Regions from separate parts of the Mus musculus genome. Here region 2 is linked to region 1. The links are chromatin contacts, called in public HiChIP or PLAC-seq maps. All regions are on one chromosome and are shown on one strand. Each heading gives the region's core, a stretch centred on a gene start, on an enhancer-like site or on the middle of the called end of the contact. The rest is flanking DNA. Distances are from core to core; before and after follow the strand shown.

Evidence for each region. HiChIP or PLAC-seq counts read pairs in DNA pulled down with a chosen protein or histone mark.
Region 2: a contact with region 1 is called in a RAD21 HiChIP or PLAC-seq map of pro-B cells, with 2.6 times the contacts expected there. The contact joins two enhancer-like sites. A contact is called at or near these places in 2 of 15 datasets of contacts at CTCF or cohesin (large pre-B cells and pro-B cells).

What each region holds. Positions count from the first base shown.
Region 1 is chr12:114,930,046-114,934,438 of GRCm38.p6, reverse strand. It overlaps Igh and the pseudogene Ighv1-41. Among named protein-coding and RNA genes, the nearest start is that of Gm40899, 170 kb to the right of the region's middle. Within about 2 kb of position 2,083, at least 23 of the 459 cell types and tissues checked have an H3K27ac peak or open chromatin away from gene starts, as enhancers often do. A contact at or near this core is called in pro-B cells, where this site is marked.
Region 2 is chr12:115,058,326-115,062,718 of GRCm38.p6, reverse strand. It overlaps Igh. Among named protein-coding and RNA genes, the nearest start is that of Gm30948, 200 kb to the left of the region's middle. Within about 2 kb of position 2,553, at least 1 of the 459 cell types and tissues checked has an H3K27ac peak or open chromatin away from gene starts, as enhancers often do. A contact at or near this core is called in pro-B cells, where this site is marked.

The DNA.
Region 1 (4,393 bases), core at 834-3,333:
TTACACTTACACTCACACACACACACACACACAAACACACATATGCATGCACACACAGACAGACACACACATGTACATACATACACATGGACTTATAATATCTAGACTTTCATCTTGTATATGTTTGCACTGAGTGGGAATTACTTTCTGTTAGGCAAGGGACCATGAGTAGAAGCCTCTAAGTTTGAGCTCAGCTTGAAGCTCCAGAAACACAGAGGGAGCTTTGTCTGTTCCTGAGACTAGACCCCTATCATATAGCCACAGCCCACCATAGAGAGTTGTGGATATCAGTCACATAATGGCAGTGGCCCCACGGACCTCCACATGTAGATGAGTACACATGGAGGGAATCATGGCTCTAGCTGCATATGTATCAGAGGATTACATTACCTGGTATCCATAGCAGGGAAGGCTCATTGTTCTGTGAATGCTCGATGATCCAGCATAGGAGAAATCTAGAAGGATGTGGCAGGAGTGGATATATGGTTTGGGGGAGCAACCTATAGAAGCAGGGGCAGGTGTGATGTGATAGGGGATTAGTTGAGGGGAACCAGGGAAATGAGATAACATTTGATATATAAATAAATGTAATAACCAATAAAAGACGTCGTCAGGATGTTGTGAGAAAGCCATATTTGAAGGTCCCAAAGAAAACCAGAGGGTCAGAGTGGAGGTAGGAATGATCATAGTGTGTTATTCAAATCATGCAACCACACATAAATGAAAACATAAAGCGTTTGTTTCTATGGACCTGGTTGACATCATAGAGCAAATATTCCATGTTCTTACTCATTAGTATGCAAATAATATTTTCTCATATATACTGAGGAATATTTCATTGTCTATAACCCAAACATTGTCAGTATCTATTTGTCCTTTTTATAAATGTAAATTGATTCCATTTCCTAGTTTCTGTGATTGGAGAAGCAATAAACATGGATGTGTAACTGTCTATGTAATAATATAGAGTTATTTGTGTACATGCTTGGGAAGGAAGGAGCCGGGACACAGCACAGTTTTTTTACTCTTTTTGGTGACAATTTCAAACAGAATTCTAAAGTCAGTATACCACACTAGTGCACTCATATTAATAATGAGTAAAGATTCAACATTTTCCACATCCATGTCATCAGTTTTCCCATTTGTCTTCTTCCTTATTAACATCTGAATGTGTTCTAATTAAGACATTAAATCTTTTTAATGGCTATTCCCAACATTATCATTATCTTCTTCATCATCATCTTCAAAATTATCATCACCAACATCTTGATCTTCAAAAAGCATTATCTGTAAATCAACATGTTAACATATCCCAGAGTGGAGCAACAGACATAGGCCAAGTATAGATTGAAACATTCATCCCTTTAGTTGCAGCCATACCAGCAGTGAAGGGCTAACAGAAAGTGTATGGGGTGCATTTCCTCAGGGAGTTATTGGATTTGGACTAGAACATCCTGCTAGTTTACCCATGAGCCTTTTCAGTCCTTCCTCTCCAATTCTTCACCAGTTGGACTAAGTTCTTATGTAAGAAGTGGCCTGCTCATGAATATGTAAATTACCTGAGTTCATGGTGGTTAAAAACAGGAATGTCCACACCCTGAAAACCACATATGACCAACGTCTTCTCCACAGTCCCTGAACACACGGTCTCTAAACATGGAATGGAGCTGGAACTTTCTCTTCCTCCTGTCAGGAACTACAGGTAAGGGGATCACCAGTTCCAAATCTGAAGAAAAGAAATGGCCTGGGATGTCACTTACATAAATTCTTCCTTTCTCCACATAGGTGTCCACTCTGAGGTCCACCTGAAGCAGTCTGGACCTAAGGTCAGTGAAGATATCCTGCAAGGCTTCTGGTTACTCATTCACTGGCTACTACATGCACTGGGTGAAGTCCTGTAAAAAGCCTTCAAAGGATTGGATATATTATTCCTTACAGTGGTGGTACTGGGTACAATGAAAAGTTCAAGGGCAAGGCCACATTGTCTGCAGACAAATTCTTCAGCACAACCTATATGTACTTCAGCAGCCTGACATCTGAGGACTCTGTGGACTCTTACTGTGCAAGATACAGTGCTGTAACCACATCCGGAGTGTGTCAGTAATACTGGAGGAGGAGCAAACTGCCCAGGGAATGAGAAGACTTAGAGAATATTCGCTTGAAGACTTGATCAGAAGCCGTCATTTGGGCAGTCCATTTTTTGTGTCTCTTTCTTAAAGAACTACTGTGGGTTTTCAACTTTGCAGAAATACATCCATGAATTATATGCTGTTGATTTAGGATGTTCCTAGAGTACTCAATGCCTTCTCAATATCGATAACAGTGACATTTTTCTTCTTTCATAAAACAACAAAAAAGGGAAACTGTGATTATGGATGATAAAAATATGTCTGGGTTGAGTGAAAGTAGAATTTGGAATAGCTTGAAAAAAAGTATATGAATTTGATCTGTAGAATTCCAACTTCTGAGCAAAGAAAATCCCTTTCAAAGTCTTAAATATTTTTTGGTGCTTCTCTGGTACATTTATTAAAGCCATATTATAAATTGTAGAAAAATAAGTGTACAGAGATTTTCTAACACAGATTTCTAAAATTTAGCCAACATATTCATCTTGAGTGTACTCATTGAACAGCTACTGATGGAAATGGGCAGGTGCAGGACTGGTGCCTTGCAAAGCTTTACTTCCTTTTCATCACTGCTGATTTTATAAATGAAGAGGATCATTAACGCCACTCCTACCCAAATTTGCTTGTAAACCTTGATATAGTAGGGGTTCATGGGTACCCAGACTTTTTTTTTCTATTTCTTTTTATTAGGTATTTTCCTCGTTTACATTTCCAATGCTATCCCAAAAGTCCCCCATACCCACCCCCCAACCCCCTACCCACCCACTCCCCCTTTTTGGCCCTGGCGTTCCCCTGTACTGGGGCATATAAAGTTTGCAAGTCCAAAGGGCTTCTCTTTGCAGTGATGGCCGACTAGGCCATCTTTTGATACATATGCAGCTAGAGACAAGAGCTCCGGGGTACTGGTTAGTTCATATTTTTGTTCCACATATAGAGTTTCAGTTCCCTTTAGCTCCTTGGGTACTTTCTCTAGCTCCTCCATTGGGGGCCATGTGACCCATCCAATAGCTGACTGTGAGCATCCACTTCTGTATTTGCTAGGCCCCGGCATAGTCTCACAAGAGACAGCTATATCTGGGTCCATTCAGCAAAATCTTGCTAGTGTATGCAGTGGTGTCAGCGTTTGGAGGCTGATTATGGGATGGATCCCTGGATATGGCAATCACTAGATGGTCCATCCTTTCGTCACAGCTCCAAATTTTGTCTCTGTAACTCCTTCCATGGGTGTTTTTTCCCCATTTCTAGGAAGGGGCAAAGTGTCCACATTTTGGTCTTCGTTCTTCTTGAGTTTCATGCATTTAGCAAATTGTATCTTATATCTTGTGTATCCTAAGTTTCTGGGCTAATATCCACTTATCAGTGAGTACATACTGTGAGAGTTCCTTTGTGATTGGGTTACCTCACTCAGGATGATGCCCTCCAGGTCCATCCATTTGCCTAGGAATTTCATAAATTCATTCTTTTCAATAGCTGAGTACTACTCCATTGTGTAAATGTACCACATTTTCTATATCCATTCCTCTGTTGAGGGGCATCTAGGTTCTTTCCAGCTTCTGGCTATTATAAATAAGGCTGCTATGAACATAGTGGAGCATGTGTCCTTCTTACCGGTTGGGACATCTTCTGGATATATGCCAAAGAGAGGTATTGCTGGATCCTCCGGTAGTACTCTGTCCAATTTTCTGAGGAACCACCAAACTGATTTTCAGAGTGGTTGTACAAGCTTGCAATCCCACCAACAATGGAGGAGTGTGTACCCAGAGTTTTTAATAAAGCTTTGAAGAATCTCAGCAGGCCCAAGGCCACTGGAAACACAAGATTCTGCAACAGTACAGGAGAGCACACAGTCTTCAGTCTTAAGTGACTTCTAGGTGTTTTGCTAACTTGTTTTTGTGGTCTACCAGAAGTTTTAGGCTCTTAGAATATAAGAGGTATTAATATCAGAATGCATAGCTGTATCATTTCTGCCATTGCCAAGTCTACTCTGTTGGTAGAGTGAGGATGATTATAGAAGAGATGGAATGGAAAACTCTGAGTCAAAGGTTAGAAATAAGAGTGCTGTCCAGTAAAACATACTGCAATCTTGAATTTATACCTCATAGGCTTTACATATGTCATAGTTAGGGTTTTACTGCTGTGAACAGAGACTATGACCAACAGAAGTTTATGAAGGAAAACATTTAATTGGGGCTGGCTTACAGGTTTAAAGTTTCAGTCCTGTGTCATCAAAGCAAGAGAGCATGACAGCATCCACACAGGCATGGTGC
Region 2 (4,393 bases), core at 1,304-3,803, 130 kb before region 1:
AACAAACACACACACACCCTCAAATACAAAAGAAAACTCATAAAACTGCACTTTGAAAACATAATATATAGAAAAAGACAAGTTGAAAACAGTTTACAAATTGACATGAGAATAAATATGTATAACAATATTGTTGAGTTCATTTTGTGTTGACCTTCTGTTGCTGGACATGTGTCTACCATAAATTGTGGTTAATAAGCCCAATAATGCTCCATTGGAGAAAGCAATTTTTTCCTTTGCCTGTGATGTTCAATTTCAGAGACTTCTTGTTTAGAGTTGAGAACTCGTGGCTGTGTTCTTCTTTCAACACTGGGTCTTCATTTGGATTGAGTCTGTGCATACCCTGTGCATGCTGTCTCAGTCTCTGTAGTTCATATATGCATGAGTCCTTTTATGTCTGGAAGAAAGTTTCTTGGAGTCATCCCATTCATTTGGCGCTTAACATCTATTCAGTATTTAAACTCTTTCTCAGAAAAGAGGTTATTATGGAGTTATTATGTAACCTAGACAAACTACAATACCTTATACTTTTGTGGCACCTATGAGGACTCTCTGACCATTAACTCTCATTGAGTTATCCTGTGACTGGCACTGACATGTTCAATTAATTACCTGTGTCTTCTGGGATCTACACTGTCTACACATGTAGGTACCTCTGTTCAAATATATCTATGTCAAAATAAAACACCAAGTTCATCCCTGTTCTTTCTACTCTGCTTTCTGCAAACATGTATCTCACGTCACCCTAAATCATGACCCACTCCAGATCACTGGAACAATGCTAATAAGAAAACTCTAAGTCTTAGCTGCATATCACAACTTCCTCATAGATTTTTTGAATTTATCATTTTTGATAAAAATAATGTATCAGCAGATCTATAAATTCTATATTAGCCTGAACATGACAGGGTAAGGTAGAGCCCCTGCTCCAGTTGTAGAGGTACCCAAATGATGACCAAGCTGCATTTCTGCTACATATATGCAGAAGCTGAGATAGAGGCCATGCTTGCTTTTTGGTGGTTCAAACTATGGAAGATGCCAAGGGGTCGAAATTAGTTGAATTGTTTGGTCTTCTTGTGGCTCTCCTCAATATTTACCTCAACTCTTCCACAAAAATACCCAATGTCTATACAATGATTGCCTGTGGGTCTCTGCATCTGTTTCAATTAGCTGGTGGGTGTAGTCTCTCAGAGAAGAGTTTTGATAGGTTCCTGTCTGCAATCATAAAAAGTATCATTAATAGTTTCAGGAATTAGTTCTTGTGCATGTGATGACTCTCAAGTTGTGCCAGTCACTGGTTGGCTATTCCCTCAGTCTCTATTCCAAATTTGTCCCTGCTTTTCTTGTAAGCTGAACAAATTTTGTGTCAAATTTGGCTGGGTTGGTGTCCTTATCCTTTCACTGGCAATCCTCCTGCCTGCCTATAGGATGTGGCCACTTCAGGCCCCATATCCCCCACCTCTAGGAGTTTCAGCTCAAGTCACCCTCATGGACTTCTGGGCACTGATGTTTTTCCTGTATTTTCATTTATCTTAAGTTTTTAAAATTATTCATATTTTTCTATTCTGAGATGCCCATGTTCTTACCATTTGTCTACCAACTAGCTTAATGAGTTGCTTACCCAACATAGCAGAAGTAACATTCTTAGGAATCATCTACAAGGTCATAAGAATTCTGGCTTCTACCTTGTCCTTGTGAATGTGTGGAATGTTTCCTCTAAGAAAACAGACTCAATGCAATAGAAAATGAAATTGAGCTCCTAGGCAACAGCGAGAACCAGTGGAGAGCAATATAAATGGGAAATCTTACATGCACAGCACAGAAAGACTTTATAGAATCCATACCTAAGTTTATAGCATATTGTAACTACATGAGAAATGCAGTGCAACAATTAGTGACTGGAAACCAGTAAACCTAAAAAACCGTGGAGAGTAAAAGGGAACTATGTTAGTTCACTAGAATTGGAAGCTTTTTTTTCTCCACGGCAACAAATATCTGTAATAAAGCAAGTCATAAAAATGGAATTCTAAAATTATTACACTATAAAATATATGGCCATTATTATGGAACTAGAGACAGGCAGAAACTGGATTAAATTTAAAGACATTATGACAAATTTTAAGGGAGCGAGTAGACATGTATTATAGAATGAGACAGTCCATTTTTTATTTTAATTTTTTGGGTATGCAAGTTTTGTATGTATATGTGGTAACAAGTGGTAGATGTGAGATATCACTTTTATTGCTCTCCCCTATATATTTTAAGTAATATTTTCTCACTAAGCTTGTAGCTCATCAATTTGACTAGAGATCAATTTTTGAATTTGATCAGTTTCTCCTGAGGAGAAAGCTTCAGGAACCATAATGCTCCTCTGTTTCTGAGTCTAAGACAGCAGACAGATTCTGGGGCATTTGGCTTTTATGTTATTATTGGGGAACTCAGAAGTTTTTTAAATATGTTTTTGTTTGTTTTACTTTTCATTTTTGTGTATTTGTGTAGTTTTCTGGGTAATTGAATGAAACATTTGTGCAGGTACTCTTGGATACCAGAAGATGGCAGTGTATCCTTCAAATTTGGAGTCACAGGCATTTGGTTGTACACCATCTGATGTGGTTGTTTAGAACTAAATCCAGATCTTCTGGAAGAACAGTGTTTACTCTTAACTACTGTGCCATTTCTCAAACCCAGTACATGACCTGTTGACATGGGTTCCAGGTGCCAGAACTCAGATCCCATTTTTCTGATCAACCTCACAGTGATCATTTTCACAGATCAATATAATGTGTGGCAGCAAGAGCTAACAGGGATGCCAATGTGGCATCTGATATCTAAATGATATCCAAACATTACTTCATAGCTGCACAGGACAATATTTCTGCCTGTAGAAGCTACAGATCATCAAACAAGTGGCCAGATTCAGTTATGTGAAACTTCAATTTGAGTAGTTGTTTTGAAGCAGTCTAAGAGAATCTTCCAAGTGCATAGTTGAAGCAAACTATCATCCACACATCTTCACATATTAGTTATTTGCTCTTGGTTATTATTATAATTGCTATTAAATTTAATACTATCAGTTAATCTTCAAAAATTATTTGGAGAAAATATATTTTACTTATTCACAAATGTGCTTTTCTATTGTGGGCATCAAATGCTTTTCTTGACCTGTAGTAATATTTAAGTTATTAAGCAAGTGTTTACTTATGAAAAATCACACTTAAACAGCCAAATATGGTAATTTTAATTAGTCTACTCCTTCATTTTGCTACATCTTATCAGTTCCTATAATTATGAATTTAATCCAATACATCAAACAGAAATTTTCATGCCTAAAGAAAATGGAAATGCAGGTGAAAGCATAGAGCAGAGCCTGAAGCAAATTCCATCCAGAGACTGCCCAACCCACACCCCCCATTGATCCATCCTATCTGTAGACACCAAACTCAGACTCTATTGCTGATGACAAGATGTGCTTGCTGCCAGAATCCTGGAAGGCTCTGTGAGATGTTGATGCTCACAGCCAACCACTGGACTGAGAATGGGGACCACAATGGTGGAGACAGAGGAAGGACTAATGAAGCAGAAACACTTGCAACTGCATAGGAAGAAGAACATTATCAATCAACCATACTCCCCAGAGCTCCCAGAGACTAAACTACCAACCAAAGATTACACATGGAGGGATTCATGGCTGCAGGTGCATATACAGCAGAAGATTGATTTTTTTGGCATCAATGGGAGGAGAGGCCCTTGGTTCTGTGGAGACTCAATGCTCCAAAGTAGGGGAAGACTAGGACAGTGAGGTAGGAGTGGGTGTGTTGCTGGATGGGTGAAGGAGTTCCCTTATAGAAGCAGGGGAAAGGGGGGATGGAATAGAGATGGTTTACAGAGGGGAAATTTCAAAGGGGAATAGCATTTGAAATGTAAATAAATAAAATAACCAATAAAGAAGAAAAATGTAAGCCTATATTGCAGGCCTAAAATAATTGATATCAAAGAAATAGAACTCTCATGGTGATTTCTAACAATTCGGGATTCCTTCTTGGTTGTATTTCCCAACTTCATGATTACATAAATTTTTGGACTGCATGAGGATTTCTCTCTGTGTGGCGGTGGACCATGAGAGGAAGCCTCTAAAGTTGAGTTAGGCTTTAAGTCCAGGGGACCCAGAAAGAACAGTTGGAACTTTGTCTGTTCCTAACACCAGGTCCCTGTCACATAGCCACAGACCCCCTTATGGAGAGTTGTGGACATCAGTCACATGAGGCAGTGGACACAAGCCCCTCCACATGTAGATGATCTCTCCTGTTTACACATTATTAGGAATGACAACTGTTAGAGCTTGTTCCTACTGCCACTAGGAAAGCAGATGACTTTAAAAGTGTAATGGATGATA